Regions from separate parts of the Mus musculus genome. Here region 1 is linked to region 2. A link is a contact called in public Hi-C data. All regions are on one chromosome and are shown on one strand. Each heading gives the region's core, a stretch centred on a gene start, on an enhancer-like site or on the middle of the called end of the contact. The rest is flanking DNA. Distances are from core to core; before and after follow the strand shown.

Region 1 (7,820 bases), core at 2,790-5,289, 390 kb before region 2:
TCTGCCAAAGAAAAAAGAAAAACTTTGTAACTAGGTGTGTGCAAAAACAAACAAACAAAAAACAGAAAAACTCTAATGAGCTTGAAATAATATAGAAATATACACCCCAGTTATACAGAGAAAAGGTTTTGTTTGTTCATTTGCTGTCCTGGTAAATGAAAATAGGGCCTCATGCATGCTCAGCAGCTGTTGCGCCTCAGAACTAAAGCCCCGCCCTTTATGACATGAGGGTAAGGTGGTCACTAAATTGCCTAGCATGGCCTTGTTCTGTAGCCCATGCAAACTTTGAATTTGTGATCCTCCCGACTCAATCTCCTAAATAGCTAGAATTACACTGTTCCCAGCAGGCCTGGTTCTGTTATTCTATGGCTTAAAGCAAGACAATGATTATGTATGACCAGAGAATCTGACTTAGTGTCCTAGTGAGGGTTACTATTGCTGTGATGAAACACCATGACCAAAGCAATTTGGGGTGAAAAGGATTTAGCTGGTTTGTTTACATGCTCACATCACACTGTTCATCACAGAAGGAAGTCAGGACAGGAACTCAGGCAGAGTAGGAACCTGGAGCCAGGAGCCCATGTAGAGGCCATAGAAGAATAATGCTTATTGGCTTACTCCTCATGGCTTGTCCAGCCTGATTTCTTATAGAACCCAGGCCACCAGCCTAGGGATGGCACCACCCACAGTGGGCTGAGCTGATCCCCATCAATCCCTAATTAAGAAAATACTTGCCTACAGCCTGATCTAATGGAGACATTTTCTCAATGGAGGTTTGTCTTAGATGACTATAGCTTGTGACAAATTGACATAAAACTAGCCAGAACATCCAGTGCTTCTTTTAGGAAGAATTGAACACTTTTGGCTGACTGTTTATTCCAACGTGAGTCAGCAGAGTTACTAAATGTCATCTTAAAGTCTATCTCTGTCATCTAATTTTGTTTCATGTGGCTTTTATCATCTAAGAAGTTTAAATCCTACAAGTATCTTAACAGGTGGTGTTTATAAAATCAGAAGAAATGATTGTGTTGTATTCTACCCTGTGGCAGCAGACATAGGCCATCTATCTCTCAGATCCAACCTCTCTTCCTCCTCCTGTGGCCATGTGTCTTCATGAGCTGAGGCAATGTTCAATAGCCCAGGGTCAGTCCATTAAAGGAATGTTCACACGCTCTGTTTTCTTTCTTTAACTCAACTTGATGGAACTGAGCACAATTGCCCTGGGGTCATATTTTAAAGATAACCTAACGGCAGAAGGCAGTTAATCTGGTTTCCTAAGCCAAAACCCTGAGCCACTGGCCAATCAGAAAAGTCCTTTGTATCACTTCTAAGCCACCACCACTAAAATCACTGTCACAAAATCAGGAACCGCTTAGATTTGTTTCATTGTGTTCCTCACTTTGGAGATGTAAATCTTTTTATTTGCCTTTGTTGTTTGATTTTTTTTTAAATACTAACATAATTTCAAAGACAAATTATGTAATTAGATGTATCTTTCCATCCCTCTTTCCTTCCTACCCCGTGTCTCCTATGCTCTTGTGGATATTAATTTTCACTTTTTTTAATTTTCATTGTTTGTTTTGCAACTTTATGCAAATAAAGTATATATATTTTTAACCTTTAAAACAGCAAAAAAATCAGATTAGCTGAAGAACTTGAAAAGACTCTTGTTACAGTACCAACTACACCCTAGTTCAGCTGAGCATTTTAGAATTGCAAGCTAGATTTTAAGGAGCAAGTCTTAGAAGTTTAGAGATGATTTAACTATGACCCCGATAGCCATCAAGCTGCCCGCCTGTTGTCTCAGAGCCAAAGGGAACACAGGTGAAAAGGCTCTGAGGCCAGCTCTTTTTTCCCCACTCCCATGAATATGCAAATAGTCTCTCCCAGATCCCTCTACTTCATTTGCATGCAAAATTACTGCCATCCTGGGTAATATTATGCACCATAAAAAGAGCATGGTTCATCCATTGCAAACAGAGGATACATAGAAAACAGAGTCAAATTCCTGAGTCAATAGTTAGGAAGAACACATATATGATGGAAATGACAGTCTTGTTCTCATTGTTTTTCTGTAGTACAAAGTGCATGGGTTGGACTGTTAGAGGCCTCATGTCTGGCTGGAGCTGCGTTAGTCACTCTCCTGGAGGAGTTGGTCAAATGACTTACACTTGCTCCACTCTGACATTCCCTAGTCAGGAACCAGACACTGGATCTCAGGGGCAGGTGACAACCACGGAGGACATCCTCTGCCTTCCTACTTAAGGATAACTTTATATGGAATGCTTGAGAGAGACGCATGCCTAAGAAAACTATGAAATGGGGGCTGGGGAGATAGCTCAATGGTTAAAGCACTTGCCCTCTAGTCATCTGAGGACAGGAGTTGAAGTCCTCTGTACCTATGGAGATTTCAGGTGAGCATAAAGAGCTTACCTGTGATTCCAGTATGTGAAATGCAGAGACAAGATCTCTGGAGCAAGGGATGCAAGCCTGCTTTAGTGAGCTCTGGGTTCAATTGTGAGGCCATGCCTCAGTTTTTATAGTGGAAAACTGTTATCTCAAAAGAGCCAACCATTCCCTCAACCTCCACACACATGTGCCTATACCCATACACACACATACACACACACACACCTGCACACACACATGAGAGTATACATACACACAGACATGCAGACCATATGTACACATACACATGAAATAAAGGAGTTAAAATAATAAAAAAGATGAAAGCATTCAAATATGAAATCAGCAAAATTAGGTTTCAAGAAATTATGTGTGATTAATCTCAATCTCTCTTTAAAACCTACAAAATAAAAGAGATGAAAGGAATATATACAAAATGTATAAATGATTATGACATGCAACTGTTGTCTGATTTGGATCCCATTTATAAAACATGGGAAAAGAATACTTAAAAGCATTTTACTCTGTTCATTATGACATCCTAACGTAAGCAACATCTGTCTCTGCCTCTAGAAGCCACCATGTTTGTCCCTCGATTTCCACTCTGATTCTGTGTGTGTGTTCCAAGGAGAAGCTGGAGCCTCTAAGAAAAATCTGGGGCCTCCAAGGAGAAGCTGGAGCCTGTAAGGAGAAGCTGGAGCCTGTAAGGAAAAGCTGGGGCCTCTAAGGAGAAGCTGGAGGCTCTAAGGAGAAGCTGGGGCCTCTAAGGTACTCTTAGTCACAGACTGTCACTCAGCAAAAGTGTTTTAAATGAGGTGAGACTAGACCTATATATCAATAACAACCAGGACAAAAGAAGTTTATAAAACCATTATCAACTCTTTATTGTTTATTAATGAAGGTTTCATAGTAACATAAGATTGTCTGAAGGCACATAGGGAAATCAAAGAGGTTACTCAGTAAAGCTAGACAGCAAAACACAGACTTTATAGTGTATGTAAAGGAAGACAATATGGCAAAGGGGTAGGAAGTGGGATGTGTGGGTGACCGACACTGAGCAGAGAGCATAGGTAGAATGCAACATTAAGCATCTGTGAGGTATGGCCAGAAATCTGTGTTTATTTCATGAACTGGACAAAACAGATGAGCAGTTTGCCACTATCTATGGTCAGAGGGATTTCTGGGAAGGGTCAGTGAAGAGCAGAGATCCAGGGCTGTCAGTTGCCTTCAGGGTGATCTTGTGTACAAATGGATGAAGCCTAGGATTTACAGCCCAACCGCTTCATCGCAGTTCCATTCATTACTGAGACATGGATGCTTTCTGCCTAGAAGATAAAGGATTCTCTGTCCTCACCCTGAGAATCAGTGGATCCATGTCAAATAAATTCGGCCATTTCCTTTTGCCATTATAAGTCGCTCTGAAGTAAATAAGGCTGATGACTCATAAATTCTGCGCCCTTGCCATAAGGATGTTGCTGCAACAGAGGAGAATTGACAGGAGAAATCTTTAAAGCCTGGTTCAGGTAGGATAAGCCACCTGTCCCCCAGGGCCCTCTATCAGATAGGAAGTGAAAGAATAGGACAAGCTTCGAGGCCCCAAACCACAGTGAGTCAGCTATTAGCAGCTAGATGGTACAGAATTCACCAGGGCCTCTGTGACCAAAGTTCTCAGCCAGACAGCCCTCAAGAGTTCAAATGGTCTTGTTCATATCCTGAAAGAAAACATATTTACATCATGGGGTGAAGGGGGAAAAGGAAGTTAATGTCAAACAATTGTGGTTTGTAGTGTGGACTACGGGAAGACTCTGAAAACAGATAGTGCTGATGGCTATAAACTGTGTTTTAGTAAACTTTAACGGTACACGGAAGATGGCTTAAATGATGGATTTTACCACAAACTAAAAACCATACTTACAAAATTATAATTTTGACAGTGAACTATTGTAAAACAACAAATGAGAAGGTGGCTAAGAAATGCCAGTTGTGCTCTTTCCTGTCTCTCTTTAACTGAAGACGGTGGAGGCTTTTGAACACAGTAGCATTCAGATCAGGGCTTCTAAGAATCACCTCCCGTTAGTCCTGTGACATTAAGACAGTTACACAATTACTCCAGCACTCAATTTCCCCATCTACGGTAAGACAGGTTAAGTGCAATCTGTAATTCATCTTCTGCTTCTATTTCTTCCAATTCCTAGGACGGCCAACTCCTAAACGAGGCGATCCACCCGCACTGCCTGCTACTGCGGATGTGGACGGCAGCCTTCGATTTTACCATTAGTATTAGTGTCGTGTCATGGTTAATGTTGGTGACTACACTCTGACATCACTGTCCGGACACTCACTCGTGTAACAGGCTGCAAGAAAGCCCTCGGGAGAGAAAGCTAAAGAAGAGAAAGCACACATTTAAGTCAACAGGAAATTTATTAAATGTGAATTGTAATTGCAAATTGGTACTAAGGAAAAAGAGTAGAGATCAAGACCCAAAGCATACCATATACTCTGAGGAAGTATACATTCTCACGGGGATATGAAACAAACACAGTAAACATCTCCCTCCCCCCAGCACCCCCTTACACGCCACGTGTGAGAACACAAGCCTTTCCATGAGGGGTGGTCACAGGCACATGCTTGGCCTTCTGTCCTACCTCTCCATTGCAAGCAGATCTTCTTTTCTGAGCCCCAGTGTCCCCATCCACACAGTAGAGATAACAGCATCCTCCTCAGAATGTGTTTGTAAAGGGTATTGAAAAAGTTAGATCCATGTAATGAATCTGGAACAGGACGTGGCACGGGTTAAAACATCTGTCTGTGTGGCCTCCCTGCTGTGAGGAAATGGGCTCAGAAGGTTCAAGCTACCAGAATCTAGCAAGTATGTGACAGGGCCCGCCTGCTCTCCATCCCACACTACAGATGCCTAATTCAGGGCTCTTCTCACTATGCCAAAGCCACCTGTGTGATATCAAAAGTCACATGAGAGCTGAGAACGGCCGCTGAGAGGACAGTAACAAATGTCAGTAGAGTTAGAAAAAATGGTCTTGACTAAGCTTTTAAAACTCAGTAAAAACCATGTGATGCTTTTCAGGCAGTGCTATCGAGAGCTTATGTGACAGACATCTTCTTAAGCACAGTATCTTTGATCTGAGCTAACCTTTATGATAATCATTAGACACCTTTATATTAATCATGTTTTTTGTGCGAGCAAACCAAAACATAGAGTAGCTTTAAAAGTTTATACCACAAAATGATTTTTCTGAGGGGCTGGAAGCATAATGTAATTATATTTAAATTATTTTTATATTTACCCAGGAACTACAATGTCTAAAAACCAATTCAAACAAAAGAAAGCCTTTGTAGGTTAATAAGAAGTGAAGCTGGGGTTTGAATACAGTTCTGGGCACTCTTGGCCAATAAGGAGACCTCATTGACAGCGAGGAAGGATGTGAGTTCTGTATGTATTTGATGGATAATAGCAAAGACTGGGTCTGAACAAAGTAGAGCAAATTCAGGAAGAAGCAGCCCAGCGGGAGGGGGAGGAGAAAGAGAGGTATCAGGCATGTGAGAGTAGGGAAGTCACATGGATGCATACAGAGAGGGCATTAATCAGGCGTGTGAGAGTGGGGAAGGCACATGGATGCATACAGAGAGGGCATTAATCAGGCATGTGAGGGTGGGGAAGGCACATGGATGCATAGAGAGGGCACTAGTTTAAATGTTCAAAAGAGACTACCAAAATCTCTTGATCCCCGTGACTTTTGACCTTTCAAAATAATGTTTCTCTCTTTTTTTATTAATTGGATTTTAACTTCTGTAGCTAACTTTTGCTAGATAATTAATATCCCCAAACGACCCAGGAAAAAGTCACCTACCTTCTCAGAGAAAATGGCTTAACCCTAAATCTAAATGGAATCTGATTCACTATGGAATAGATAATGGTGGTGACCAAAGCCCTCGGTGGCCAGGATCCTTGACATTGACCATTAATAACACACTAAGACCGAAGTTCCCTCAAAGACTACTGAGAACACGTTTATTGAAAGGCTCTCTGGATCTATGAGGTCATCTTTAAAGATAGAAGACCTCTAAGATAAAGGACTCTATCCTTTCAATATCTGAAATTCAAATTCTATTGAATGAGCGATCGAAGCACATTTTGTTGTAGAATACAGAAGACATGTTTATTTAAATGGAAATTATAGCAGAGTTTGATATTTTCCAGGGGACATTGATTAGCCATTCATCTGTAAGTCCCAAGTCATTTTACAACATACTAGAAAAGAAAGCCAAGGCTCTGCCTTGTCCATGATGCTGAGAAGTTAAACTAAGCTGTCCTGGGGGCAGTGGGGCCTCAAGTGTAGGCTGAGCTCTTCAAAGCGCTGAGTTCCAGACTCTACCCTTTATTATTTTTTTCTTGCTCTGGCCTCATCGTTTTGCAGTGACTGCACCAAGAAAAAAATGTAAGCCCAAAACTACAAGAAATTCTATACCTTCCAAAGCTTGATAGATACACAGAGACAAAATAAATAGAAACTTAGGTGGAATTTCCAAGTGCTGTTGATAAAGAGCTGAAAGGGTGAATATGAGCTGCTTTCTGAGGCTAGGAAGCTGATATGTTACTTTTCAGAAAGTTCGGTGGCTACGAGTCATGAACAGAGCACCCCTTTTTACTGATGGATGAATAATGTGGGATTGGGAGAAATAAGTCATACACAAAAGGATGAACGTTCCACACTCTCACTTAAATGCAGAAGCTAAGTAATTGACTTCATAGAAGCAGAGAAAGTAGTGGTTGCAGTTACTTAGAAGGGGAAAGGTATAAAGGTTTGTGATTGACAGAAAAGACAGCAAAAATTATGAATAAAATCAATGAGTAGGAATGTCAGAGTAATGGCAGTTAACAGTTATTTACTGTGCATTTCAAAATAGCTCAAGTACAGGATTTTGAATGTCCTCATCATGAAGAAATGACGGATATTTGAGATGACAGATACACTAACATGCATCAAAACTACACACTAAAAAGGGACTGTAACATATCAGTACATATGGTTATTACATGTTGACTAAAATAATTTTTAAAATCACAGTTCCCTGTAGAGTAGACAAATGGCCTATATAGAATTAGTAGTGCTGATTAAAGTCAGAGATTCGTTGCCCCCTCCTGGGTGTTATGGTCATGGTTGCATCCTCCAACCAGTAACTGGAAATGATTCTGGCAAAGACACAGTCCCTGAAGATGGGAATTGCTGATCCAGACCCTTCTCCTTGTGTTTAATGTGATAAACATGGGCAACAGGTTAACAGAAACAGGCAGCCACAATCGGGTTCTCGGTCTGAATCCAGATCTCCTTGGAAAGGCTTCTGATGTAAACAAATCCTCATTTTCCCACAAGTCAAACCACCCTTCCATGGAAGCC
Region 2 (7,110 bases), core at 357-2,856:
TTAGGACTGAAAAACAACAAAAGCCTTCTCATCAGGATTTCTTCACCCCTTTCTAACCCGAGTTTTAAACATGATGTTAGCCCAAAGACTAAGGTAATCATGTCTACACCCTGCAGGTTCAATATCCATATGTCCTCTAGAGAGACTTTATACAGGTAGACTATCTCTTTAAATATTCATTTTAAAAGTATTTATTTTCTTGAGGTGTGCATGTGTATTCATGGGGTCAGAATGAGCATGTTCTGGGCATGCATGAGCTACCTGACTATGGGTGCTAAAAACGGAATTCTGCTCCTCTGGACGAGCGGCAAATGTCCTTAACACCTGACCAGTTTTGCACCTCTTAAGTATTACTTTTTAAATATTTTTATTTAAAAATATGTGTGTGTAGGTACGTGTATGCCACATGTCAGTGGGTGCCTGTGGAGGCCCGAGGGCAGAGGATTACTGTGAAACTTGGAGTTACAGTTTTAAGTTGGGAGCCAACTGCAGTGGGTGCTGAGAAACCAAATAAGATCCTGTGCAAGCTCAAGAAGTACTCTAACTGGTGAGCCGTGTGCTCAGCCTCTTGAGAATACCCTTTCTCCTCCCAAATGTATGTGTCTGCCTGAATCTATATCTAATGTGTACCATGTGCATGCCTGGTGTCCGAGGGGCCAGGAGAAAGTTTTGGATCCCCCGGAACTGGAGTTACAGAGAGTTGTGAGCAGCTCTATGGTTTCTGAGTCTTGAACCCAGGCTCTCTGCAAGGGCAACACACATTCTTTACCCCTAGCTACGTCTCCAGCCTCAGCTTGAATATTTAAGTAGTCTTTTACTGTCTTCAGTTCGCTTGCAACATGTGCTTCTGTCCTTCAGCACCTTATCAGGAATGCTCAAGATGATGTATGTATTGCTCATGGTCTGTGACGCAGTTCCTTGCCCTAATTCACCTAACCTCCAGAGTGGCCCTGAGTGTGAGCTTATCCGCAGTCATGGAAACTCTTATCCTCCAAGAGTAATTTATCCAAGGTCTCTGATCAACATAGGACTTAGGTTTGGAGGTTGCGTATCTGACCACAAAAACTCTTTCAAAAATGTACTAGCAATGACAACGTGCGCGTTTTAAAAGTCGGCTTTCTAGTTTTGAAGTCTGTTGAATAGTTACTCATTTAAGAAAAGTTTCCTGTTAACTTCTCAGGATTTTATATATTCAGTTTGTCAGTTCAGGCTGACCGTTATTACCTGCTTTCTTCAGCAGCCCTAAATAGCAAATTATTGATTATGAGATAGTTTATGCTTTTACCTATGCATGTCTCTCTTCATAAAAATGCCTATTGGCATTTTAAAACTTTGTATAACTCTCTGCTGTCCTGTGTAGGAAAAACCTAGGTCCCTTTTGCTGTAACTTGTATTCTAAAGTGTTGGAAACTGTGATAATTTGCTTTGTTTTTGAGGGTCTATGGCAAAAGGCAAAAGTTAATCTGGTGGCTTTTTGGTCAGTCCTTGATGAGTAATTGCTCCAGAGCGCAGAGCTGACTGCAGAAAAAGTTCAAGGTGAACTCTTAACCAGATCCCTGGAACAGTGCTCGGCCCCGCCCCGCGAAGGCGTGGCAGCGGCGAGGCGGGGCGCAGCCGCGGGTTATAGGACACGCAGGGCGCTCGCGGGAGTGTAGCCCTCTCGCAGCCGGACACGCGGGACCTACCCGACCCTCAGCACTGCGCAGGACTCCGCGGGACCCGGAACCTTCCGACAGGGTTATGGCGGCCGCTCCGGGCGCCCGACTCCTGCGCGCGGCCTGCGCCTCCGTCCCTTTCCGCGGCCTTGACCGCTGTCGGCTGCTGGTCTGCGGGACCGGAGCGGGAACTGCCATCTCTCCGTGGACCCCGAGTCCCCGCCTGCATGCAGAGGCCGGGCCCGGCCGGCCGCTGAGCGTGTCTGCGCGCGCGCGGAGCAGGTGAGGCGCGGCGGCAGCGGCGATGGGTCCCTCATCCCGCGGCCTGCGTTTCCGCCCGCGACTCCCTTCCGCCTCGCCTCTCGGTTGCTGGCCCCGCGCCGGAGAGCTCTTCCCGTGACCCTAGTCTTCTGGGCCTGGCTCGGGCGGTGTGGGGCGCTGGCTTTGGGGCTTCCTCGGTGGGTTGTCCTTGTCGACTTCGCCATTGGGGTTGCTTTGTGTTGGCCCTTTGTGCTGACTTCAGGTAGGGTAGGGTTTACACCCGCCCTGTTGACCCAGGGTAACAGTGTAGCCCTTATAGGATGATTTAAGGGATAAACGACCCCGTGAAGGTAACATTGCTCGTGCACCTGATTGAAAGTGAGGGCTCAGTAGGCAGCTGCCTCTTAGCAACAGTTCTGGGGGTCATAGTGTAGAGAATTCTGTGGTGAATGTTGAGAGAGAGAGAGAGAGATGAGAGATTCCCACCACCACCACCATGGGTGGAGATACTGGGTATATTTGTTCTCAAAAGCACGGTCCCCTTAGATTTACTAAAGACGAGATTTACTTACAGGTTTCTAAGTGTAGGGACAAGGTGAGAATCATATAATGTCAATGTCAATGCAAAACACATCTGTTACTTCAAAGGGAAGATGAAAGTTTCTTCAAAGTGAAACAAGAGTGGTTTTGGTCTGGAAACACAGATTAAGGTTTCCCTGGATTGTATGTTACTCGGTGGAAGAACTTAGCTCAACTTTTGTAGTCACAGTCCCAAAGAAAGTCACAAATCAATGTACTTGCCAAATATATTGCTGGGACACCAAGTGGATCACAGGATTATATAAAGCTAACTTACATAGATAGCATTTGGATCGGAAGCCGAATAATATGTTCCAAACGTCTTTACCTGGTAAACATGAAGCTCAGAAATAGTGTCTGGTGATACGTGGCCATTAAAGGCCTTCACTCAAGGTAACTTTGGCTGTCTCTAGATCTGTGGCAATCACCTCTTCACAACACAAATGTTTGTGCCTGGTGTATCAGTCTGCAAAATAGTCAACGCAGATACGGCTTCTTCAGAAAACTTATATTTATAGCAGGAACAAGAATGTGTGTACATACATTTGTGCATACAAATACATTTGTACATACAGATATTTTGCATGACGTGAGAGGGAAATTGTTAGGACCATTCAGTCCTAGTTCTCCTGGCCCCTCCAACCATTCACCCATGGATGCCTTAATTTCTGTGGCAGGTGCTTTCTGGATTTAAGCTGTGACATACATTGTACATAATCAGTGTGACTACTATTTAAGGGAACACACATGCGTTTGCAAACTGGTTCCCACGATTTTGTCATTAGGTTTTGGATTCTTTGCTTCTTGACAGAGCTTAAATAAGTTTTCCAGCTCGTATTATCCAGACCTTTGCTGTTAACACAGCAGCTCCCAGGCATATGTGGTTATTGAACATTAAGACAAGTGAAGCTAAAAAGTATTTAAGCTTCGGGCTTACAGTCATTTCAAGTACTTAGTGCATGGGGAGTGCCTGTTGTGCTTGGCTTTGCCAGTGCAGGACATTCCTGTTAAGTACACACTTGTATTTGGACAGCAATTCTAGGAACTGAGTTTTAAATTCCACATTTATGTAAGTTCTCAGTAAGTGAGTATTGAAAGCTTTTGTTCCCAAGTACTCTGATATTTTGTAGCAATTTGATCACAAAGGGCTTTCTTTCACTGTGCTTTTAAGACAATCCCAAGAAGTATATAGGTAGGTTAGTGGGCGTTTTCCATATTAAGCAGCTGGCAAAACCAGACCTAGACCTTGAGTAGGTTTTGTGCTGCACAGCAGGTGTCAGTCTTTCTTCTTGTATTGCTGCGGATGGAGGCAGGACCCTCTTGCGTGTCAGACGTGTGAGATACTGCAGTGCTACAGCTGGCAGCTCTGTGGTTCTTACTTCATGAGTCATTTCAGAGAGCAAAGGTGATGAGGGAAGAAGGGAGCCACAGGCTGCCCCTTTTCCCTTGCTAGTGCCCCAGGCTATGTAGTGAAAGGGTAACTGCTGCTATACTTTACTGCAGTGATTCTCACCCTGAGGGTTGAGACCCCTTTGTGGGGTAAAATAACTCTTTCACAGAGGTGGCCTAAGACCACTGGAAAACAGATATTTACATTTCATAACAGTAGCACAATTACAGTTATGAAGTAGCTGTGTAAATAATTTTATGTTTGGGGGGTTCACCACATCACGAGGAAATGTATTAAAGGGCCACAGCATTAGGGAAGTCGAGAAACACTGCTTTTCTCCACGAAGCCTGGAGACCTACAGGACTATGGCCTTGTTAATGTGTCTGCTGGGGTTGAGCAGAACAAGTGGCTATTTAATTGGTGAATATGGTTTAGAAGAATTACGTTTATTGCACTACTTGAAATATTACCTAGCTCTTAGAAAGGGCTGTGTGTATGTGGCAGAGGCTGGGCTGGGGTGGGAAGGTCTGTACAATTGACTAATCAGTTGTTGAGAGTAGACAGAAGTTAACTCTAGTCAAATACATGTGTATAGTGTTTTAAGGAATAAAAACACTCTGTTTTAACTGTTTCTCTCAGTTTGTTAAATTATAAACAGTTTATCCTAAGGATGTAGCTCAGTTAGTAGAGTGCTTGTGTAGTGTGTGTGAAGCCGTTTGATCTCTGACACCACATAAATTGGGTGTGGTGACATACTTGTAATTCTAGCACTTGGGAGATGGAAGCAGGAGGATCCAAGTTCAAGGCCATCCTTGGCTATTGGAGTAGTGGAACTTAGCCTGAAATAAGTAGGAATCTGTAAAACAAACAAACAAAATACTTTAATGCTTTAATCAATAGAGTCACTATTCTGTTTTACCTGCGTATTGAAGTGGTTTCCATGGTCACTTCTGTAAAAGTGCTGTTAGAAGTGAGACCAGAAGCTGTTTTTTCCTGGCTCTTAAGTTCTCTGCTCTTTCACTTGAAGAGTTACCTTTCCAGTCTTACTTGTGCTTCCTTTCTTGTCCTTAAGGAATCACTTACTAATCTTAGCATTTGTTAACTAGGGTTGCATACCTTTAGTACAGTGTTTGTCAACCTTCCTAATGCTGTAACCCTTTAATACAGCTCTTCGTATTGTGGCGACCTCAACCATAAAATTACTTTTGTTGTTACTTCATAAGTTGCTACTATTATGAATCATAATATAAATATTTAACATGCAAAATATCTGACATGATTCCTGTGAAGGGGTCAGTCCCACTCTGAAAGTGAAATCACTGCTTTAGTACATAGTAGCTGTTGTAAATGTTAATTAACTCTATTAGTTCTTAATATGGCCTAGTCAGGCCCCCAATAATCAAGACTGAGTCCCATGGATTTATGCAACAAGTTTAGCAGAATTACTGTACAATTATCCCCAATCTATTTTTCTATATTTTAGTCTGGCTGATTTCCAGCTGTGCTCCCTAAGTTACGTGCTGTTTGAGTCTTGCTTGGGCTCCTTTTTCGCTCCATCAACCTGACTAAGGTACAGTCCTTAGGAGGCCCTTCTCCTGGCCACGTGCGCGTGGTCCATCTCCTCTCACATTGGCCTCTTCTTGTCTTCCTTCTCTTCTCCACTTCTCTTCCTTCTTGTCCTGAGACACCCCCCCCCCCCAGCCCAGTAACCAAAACCCTGCCTACCCCTATTCTCCCCAGTAATTGTAGCCAAATATGTTTATTTAACCAGGCAGAGAAGATTAGCAAACAAGGTTTATATGGCATCACTTGGTCTACATGAGAATGTGCTCGCTGACCTGCAATTAGATCTTGGGGGCCAGGGTTCAACATTTGAATACATACCCCCGACGAGTAGCAGTTCAGGTTCCTAGCAGCAAAAAGAACTTGGGCTTTAAATAAAAAAAGCCCATGTTTGAACTCTACTATGGTTTAGCCATTTTGTACATTGTCTTGACAAGAGGCTGATGTTAAAGTGATTTTGAAATTATTTTTTGCTGTGAGTTTAGCTCTTGTGTGTTCTAGAACAGCAATTCTTAAGCCCCTGGCTTTGAGTAATTCCATAAACATCCTGTTTACTGTAGCTTAGTTTCCAGGCATTTGTCCATGTCTTAGCTTTGTGATTCATATTGCCATATGGGTTGGGACAGTCCCATCTGGTTTTTCAAGTTTTAAAAGCCAAACAAGTACACATGCACACACACACACACACACACACACATACACACTATGTAGTCCAATTGGCTCAAATCCTTGCCTCTTAAATCCTTTTTTAATTTGTAATTTTATAGAATCTCTTATTCTTGAGAGCTATTGTCATTCTCAGTTTTACCTTGAAAAAAGAAAATAGCTGTTGGGTAGTTTATCGTCCCAAATCCTCAAGTATGAGGACACTTGACCTACAGAGCCTGGGCTGCAACTAAGGCAAAGAAGAGCATTTCCCTGACTCTGTCTCTGGAGCCACACAAGAGAACTCTTTCCCTGTTTTCTGACAGTCCTGGGAATCCTAACACATGCTAGAGGTGCTAGGCAAGTAAAAGCACTTGTTTCTAAAGACCTCGTGTACCACCAATTAAAAGAAAGGTGTGGCATAGACCAGTTTTTGCAGGCAACTACAATTGCAATTTTTTAATTTGCTTTTAATTTTGTAATTGCTTTTACATAAGCAATTTTTATATCATTTTAGTTTAAAAATATTAGAATTCATTTATTGAAGAGAGTGATAAAAATTTTTATTGATATTTTAAAATACATTTCTATTGGGCCTTTCTAATCAGCAATATCCTTTTATCCAGGGCCATACTAACAACAGCATTATCCACTTGGGGGTGGGAGGAGTGTCATCTGACATTTTTGTGAAATGATTTAATGATTGGATTTGTGCTTCTGAAAGACATCTGTAACCCTGGAATTACTTAGTTCTGGGTTTTAATTCTAGTGAGGTTGGCTTTTATTGAGACAGAGGTAGTGGGGGTGTGGAGGTAGGGAGTGGGTATTGTCATCTATTGGTAGTGGCAAAATTAGAGTTACTTATTGTAAGTCTGTATCTTCTAAGTGTTGATAATGGAGGGGAAAGAGTCAGGTGTTAGGATAAGGGCCGCTTCTCACATTTTAATGCTGTTTGGTAGAAAGGAAAGCAATTTAGGCTTGACTAGATGATAGATGACAGTAAAAACACATGCAGAA

Evidence for each region. A called contact is a pair of places that touch in the nucleus more often than the background predicts.
Region 1: a contact with region 2 is called in a Hi-C map of the HPC-7 cell line, with 3 times the contacts expected there. The contact joins the enhancer-like site here to the promoter of Fdx1 in region 2. A contact is called at or near these places in 4 of 39 promoter capture datasets (the HPC-7 cell line, HPC-7-derived erythroid cells, pre-B cells and 1 more), 1 of 15 datasets of contacts at CTCF or cohesin (the NIH/3T3 cell line), 5 of 484 Hi-C or Micro-C datasets (the G1E-ER4 cell line, the HPC-7 cell line and bone marrow-derived macrophages) and 3 of 9 other capture datasets (adipose tissue, embryonic stem cells and macrophages).

The regions. Positions count from the first base shown.
Region 1 is chr9:52,352,975-52,360,794 of GRCm38.p6, reverse strand. No RefSeq gene overlaps it. Among named protein-coding and RNA genes, the nearest start is that of Gm25562, 66 kb to the right of the region's middle. Within about 2 kb of position 4,039, at least 28 of the 459 cell types and tissues checked have an H3K27ac peak or open chromatin away from gene starts, as enhancers often do. A contact at or near this core is called in the G1E-ER4 cell line, the HPC-7 cell line and bone marrow-derived macrophages, where this site is marked.
Region 2 is chr9:51,958,098-51,965,207 of GRCm38.p6, reverse strand. It overlaps Fdx1 (ferredoxin 1), which reads left to right and starts at 1,606. Exons shown (of 4, transcript NM_007996.2): 1 at 1,606-1,937. The coding sequence starts at 1,741.